Linked DNA regions of Mus musculus: region 2 is linked to region 1. The links are chromatin contacts, called in public Hi-C maps. All regions are on one chromosome and are shown on one strand. The core of a region is the stretch at or near the end of the contact, and the rest is flanking DNA. Distances in the headings are between cores, read along the strand shown. Region 1 overlaps Ptk2 (PTK2 protein tyrosine kinase 2). Region 2 has its middle 44 kb from the start of Dennd3.

What was found. Hi-C and Micro-C count contacts between places; a contact is called where the count stands out from the background.
Region 2: a contact with region 1 is called in a Hi-C map of the P5424 cell line, with 5 times the contacts expected there. A contact is called at or near these places in 34 of 484 Hi-C or Micro-C datasets (the 4T1 cell line, B cells, the BV-2 cell line and 23 more), 3 of 130 datasets of targeted methods (astrocytes, epiblast stem cells and stem cell-derived epiblast-like cells) and 2 of 9 other capture datasets (embryonic stem cells and pancreatic islet).

The regions. Positions count from the first base shown.
Region 1 is chr15:73,210,811-73,213,510 of GRCm38.p6, forward strand. Ptk2 (PTK2 protein tyrosine kinase 2) reads right to left here. Exons shown (of 35, transcript NM_001358046.1): 32 at 1,177-1,185; 33 at 1-87. Among named protein-coding and RNA genes, the nearest start is that of Ago2, 27 kb to the left of the region's middle.
Region 2 is chr15:73,466,771-73,469,470 of GRCm38.p6, forward strand. No RefSeq gene overlaps it. Among named protein-coding and RNA genes, the nearest start is that of Dennd3, 44 kb to the right of the region's middle.

The DNA.
Region 1 (2,700 bases), core at 196-2,695:
CACTAGGCCTGTCACATTTTCATATACCTTGTCATTGGACCGGTCAAGGTTGGCAGTGGGAGGGGGGCTGATTTCCTGGGGCTGAAGCTGATAAAACAGAAGCTGGTCAATTCCTGCTCTCCAGGACAGCGTGAGGTATCACCACAATTAAGTTAAAGGGTCTTTAAAAGAGATCAAAGCAGATACAGAAGGTAATAAGATTTTCTTGTTTGTTCAGGCATGGTTCAGTTTGAGGACGACAATAAAGCAAGTCACCCAAGGAACAACACACAAGGCAGTGATGTCGTCTAACTTTGAGCTCAGTTAAAGGAATTGAGAAACCATGATATGCACTAAAGTCTCGAGATTCAGAGAAGCAATTAAGCACCCCATACTCCCAAGTCATTCACAAGGGGAACAACCCACGGAATTTACAACCAAGAATTATCCAATCTTAGGGAAAGCTACCACGGCACCGCTGAGTGATCACACACTTAGCATCAATGCTAAACATCTCTGCTGGTTCTAAGCTGCCTTCACACATCAACAGCAAAGTGCTCTTTTCATGATGATAATGCAGACCCAGAAGCATCTGCTTTAGGCAGACACCATTTCCTTGCATAAAGCTACTCATGTTCTAGTGGCAGAGAAGTGACCTCCTGCCAGTTCTATGCTGCCAGCTGGGTAAACCAAGGCTGGCAGGGCTTGGCTCAAGTAGCAATGAGGATGAGCATATGAAGCCTCAGATGTAAACATGTACCTAGGTCCTGTGCAGAGGCATGCCACAGGTACTACCTACTGTATCCTGAGTGCTGAGGGCAGAATGACACAGAGCTCCTAGGAAAGGCTGAGTAGTGTTTCAAAATTCAAGTCATGTGTGTGTATTTTACAAAGATTAAACTGTATAACAACTATCAATTATAGGTCTGTTATGGCCCTCAGGCTACACGAGATTTCTGGATGCCTTGGCCATGCACAGTGGAACAGACAGTTATGTCTAATTTCACTGCAAACTTGGTTATGTACCAGTCTCTGAAAACTACAAGTACTCTTCTTGGCATTTGTCAGTCATGAGAGGTGACAAACAAAGCAAGTGTGCCCTCCCACAGGGCTAGCCACATGGTAGTCCAGAGTCACATGCAGAGAACTGGATGTGATAAAGCGAGCCAGACAGACACACAGATATGATGTGCTTACCCTCCACGGCTATTGTCGAACAGAAGGTGAGGAAAAGTTAAAGGAATTTATCAGAGAAAGGGAAAAAAGAAAAACAATATTAATAAGGCAGCAGAAAACTCCTATATAACACATGAGCAGAACATCTGGGCACTAGCTACAAGCCTGCTGTGTGCTCTCTGCTCACTGGCTGTCACAAGTGCCTGTGCCTGCTACTGGCTCTTTGCACAGCACATTACCAGAGCTCTGCCATGCAACAGTTGTTCCCATGAGATAAATGAGGGCAGCATGCAAAGCCTGTGAGCGGCAATGGGCAGTCGTGCAAGTCTAGAGAGCAAGGCTCTTTGTGAGCGAGGAGAAGGGCATGTGCAATCAGTAACCTTCCATCTGACTCTAGGAGATTAGGGAGAAGCCACTCCACCCTCAGTCACTGCACATGGTCTCTCAGCCTTTGAGTCCTTGAATCTTAGGTAGCATTAGCCACACTGTCTGAGACAGACTCATGGCTAGGGGCTATGTCTAAAGACCTTAGAAGCTTATTTTTAACTCTCCTTCTCACATATTTGTTGTTCTTTTGTATGTATATGTTTTAAAATCTTTCAAAGACAGGATTCATTATGTGGCCCAGGATAGTCTCAAAACTCCTGATCCATCTGCCTCGGTATCTCAAAACGCTGGGGTTATTGGTGTAAATCAGGCTGGCATTTTTTGTTCTGCAACTGGGTGGCTTTGGTGTTTTACCTCCTCAGTTCAATCCCTAGCTATCTTATTATGAATAGACTGGCATGGGAAATTCGACAGCCTGCTACCTACACACCTGTATAAAAGCCACCATGCCACCGTAAGCCCCAGAGAGTCTTGAGTTTAGAGGTGCAAACACCCAGAGATTTCCTGCACACTGATGATCATAATCTGTCTCTCCACAGGCACGTGTTTAAACCAGCACAGAAAGGAGCATTACATCAAGATATGAAATAACTGTGTTTAGTTCCAGTAGGCCAATGCAAACTTAGTTTAAGCTGAAAGCTTTTTCTTCTTTTGCATGCTACCCTTTGATCACCCAGTCATAGGAAAGCACTGTCACGATGCCTCTAGGACCGTTCATAGTGACATACCGTAAGCAGGGCTTGGTGGGAGAAACATCTATTATCAATTTTTAATTGTCCAGAGTTTTGATTACTTAGAAACTCCTGGGCTGGGAATTAAAAACCAGCCCCCCTCCCCTTGCCGTCCCCCAGAGACAGCCAATTCCCACTCTACTTAAAACCCAGAGAAGGAAAAAAATAAGACATGTGAGCTCAGTGCCTGCCTTACGAGAGCATAGGAAACAACAGAACTATGCAAAGAAAACCGGAGACTATGTCTGTCTAAATGGTATTTGGGTGAATGACCTGAGTTACACATACTCAAGGCAAGCATTCTTACATCAAAAATATTGTTAACAATATAAAAAACTCAGTATTGTTTTCTTGTTTTTAGGATGGGTTTAACTACCTGTACTAATCAGATAATGAAAAAAGATATATACATGAACTTTACCTAGAT
Region 2 (2,700 bases), core at 46-2,545, 260 kb after region 1:
CATGGCAACCAGCAGAGCCTGCAGCTGCCTGCTGGGGTGGGGCAGCAGCTCAGACTACATCCTCCCTATCTTAGCCTAGGGGAATTACATGAGTAGGCTGCCCTGGCCACATTGCTTCCCCTCTCTGAGCATCTGTAATAGAATAACAAGATGGGTAGTTGGCTGTGGTGATACTGGAGACCAACCTGTCCTGGGGCAGGACTTGCAAGTTCTCACGGGAGGCAGATGCCCAAAGTGATTAAGAGACGGCTGGAGTGAGGGAAGAAGCTGTGGGGAGTCCTTGGATGGTCCCTCAGTCAGTTTGGAAGTTTCCACAAGGCCAAGATGGCCTGTCAGAATGAACTTAGTCACAAGATTGCCTCAATGTCCCTATGGTAACAAGTCCTGTCTAACAGTATGGCAAGGAATTTAGGGTAAAAGCTCTACTCTGGCAGTCCCAAAGGCCACTATCCCACAATTAAAGAGACAGTGATAAAGGCAGAGGGAAGGTATTTAACTATGTGGCCATGCTGGAAGGACAGACAAAGGGTCCAGTGAGCTTTAGGTTTGAATAGAGTCTCTGGGGTGGGGTGGGGACAGAAGGTGTGTATCTCTCAGTACTGCCGTCTAGATGTGGTCCTGCCTACCACTGTCCATCACAGGCCCTGCAAGATGGTCTGGGGAAGTCCTTATTGCTGTGGGGACACACTGGCTCTTAGGAGTTGATTGCTCCTGCTCCAGCCTTGCCCTCTCTGATAACTGCCCTCTCTGAAGGTGCACCCTCCATCCTGTGAAGCTCTGTGGGCCCTGGAATCCAAAATGACTACGGGTTTGGGAGCTGTGACTTCTGTCTTGAAGAGAGATGAAATAGGTTATGGAGCCACTAAGATGTTGAGCTGTCCAGGGGAGCCAAAGTAAAGGAGACAGATCCAACACACAGGCATAGAGGCCACCCTCTCACCCTGCTGTCAGTCACCTGTGGACCCAAGTGAGGACGGTACATTTTAAGCAAAAAAAAAGTCTTTTAGGCCAGTGAATGAAGTGCCATGTGAGGCAGACACGGGCCTCAGGGAGAAGCGAGGGAGAGTCACTGTAGGGGAAGGGTTTGAGCCTCTCTCCTCAGACCCACCCTTCCCTTTTTACTGCACAGCCCTCAACCTGGGACTTTGTGCTGTTTTGAGAATGGAGTCAAAGCAGGAAATCACCTGAGCCACACATTGCTTTTACAGCTGCTGTTAAAAAAAAAAAAAAAGTCACTACCACAGACTGAACACAGAAATTTATTCTCTGTGAGGCAAAGGACTGGGCCTCCCTCCAGCCTGAGGTTCCGGGAGACGGTTCTTCTGTTTGTTCTAGCTCTGAGAGGCTCGGGGCCTTCCTAGACTGTGGCTGTCACTCTGGTTCGCACTTCACCTTTCCTCTGTGTCTCTCCTCTTCACACCGGGACAGCAGAATCCAGGGTGGTCTCAGCTTACGTCACTGCAGCTGAAAAGTCTCTAGCTCCAAATAAGGTCATGTTCCAAGGTCACGCGTAGACATGATTCCTGCAGACGCTATCAAGCTACTACGAGCTCATTTTGTCACTCAGGGGACATTACAAAGGCAGTGACCTCAGAGTGGCCAGACTGAGTCTAGGTGAGTCCTGGAGAGAGTCGAGGGCACAAGGTGTGACTTTGAGGCAAAGGGGTGTGTGTGTGTGTGTGTGTGTGTGTGTGTGTGTGTGTGTGTGTGCGCGCGCGCGCGTGTGAGTGTGCCCATTGGCTAGACATTGTCCTTTACCCAAGAGCTCCCACAGCCTGGTACCCAGGGAGCTCTAAATCCAGGCCCAGGCTGTGGTTGAAACATGGAGTCAGAACTAATTGGTTGTTTCATTTGTTTGTTTTACCTTTTGAGACACGGTCTCACTTTGTAGCCTTGGCTGACTGAACTCACTGATAGCTGCCTGCCTCTGCCTCCTGAGTGCTAACAATTAAGGGCATACCCTACTATTCTTGGCTGTTAAACATTTACTTACTTTTTTTGTTGTTGCGTATGAGTGTTTTACCTACGTACTGTCTACTTTCCTGGCACTGGTGGAGGCTAGAAGAGGGCACTAGATTTCCTGGAACTTGAATTTACAGACAGTTCTAAATCTCCTTGTGGGTGTGAGGACAAAACCTGGGTCCTCTGGAAGAGCAAGCAGCCAGTGCTCTTAACCACCGAGCCACCTCTCCAGTCCCAAATTATCTGGATTAGGTTGGCTGGTAAGCTTGTCTGTGGAGGACTGTCTTGGTCTTTAGTAAGTATAGGAAGACCTAGCCCATTATGGGCAGCACCATTCCCTAGCAAAGGACCCTAAACAGTATAAGAGGAGAAAGCTAGGTGAGAGCAAGTGAGCAAGTGTACGTGTGTTTATTCTCTCTGCTCTTGACTGTGAATATGGCACCTTAAGTTCCTGCCTTGACTCCCTCACAATAATGGGTAGAGGCCTGGAAGTGTAAGTCACATAAACCCCTCTCCCCTAAGTTGCTTTTTATCAGGATACTTTATCACTGCAACAGAAACAAAGCCCAGGCACCAGTGTTTCTCTTGGCCATTCTCACCTTGACCGGTTCTTCCTTCCCTGAACTAGCTCCAGCTGCCACGATAATGTACTCAGGCCGAATGGCTTAAATGACAAACATCTGTTCTTCACAATTCTGGGGACTGTAAGTCCGAGGCCAAGGTCCTACTGGTTTGGTT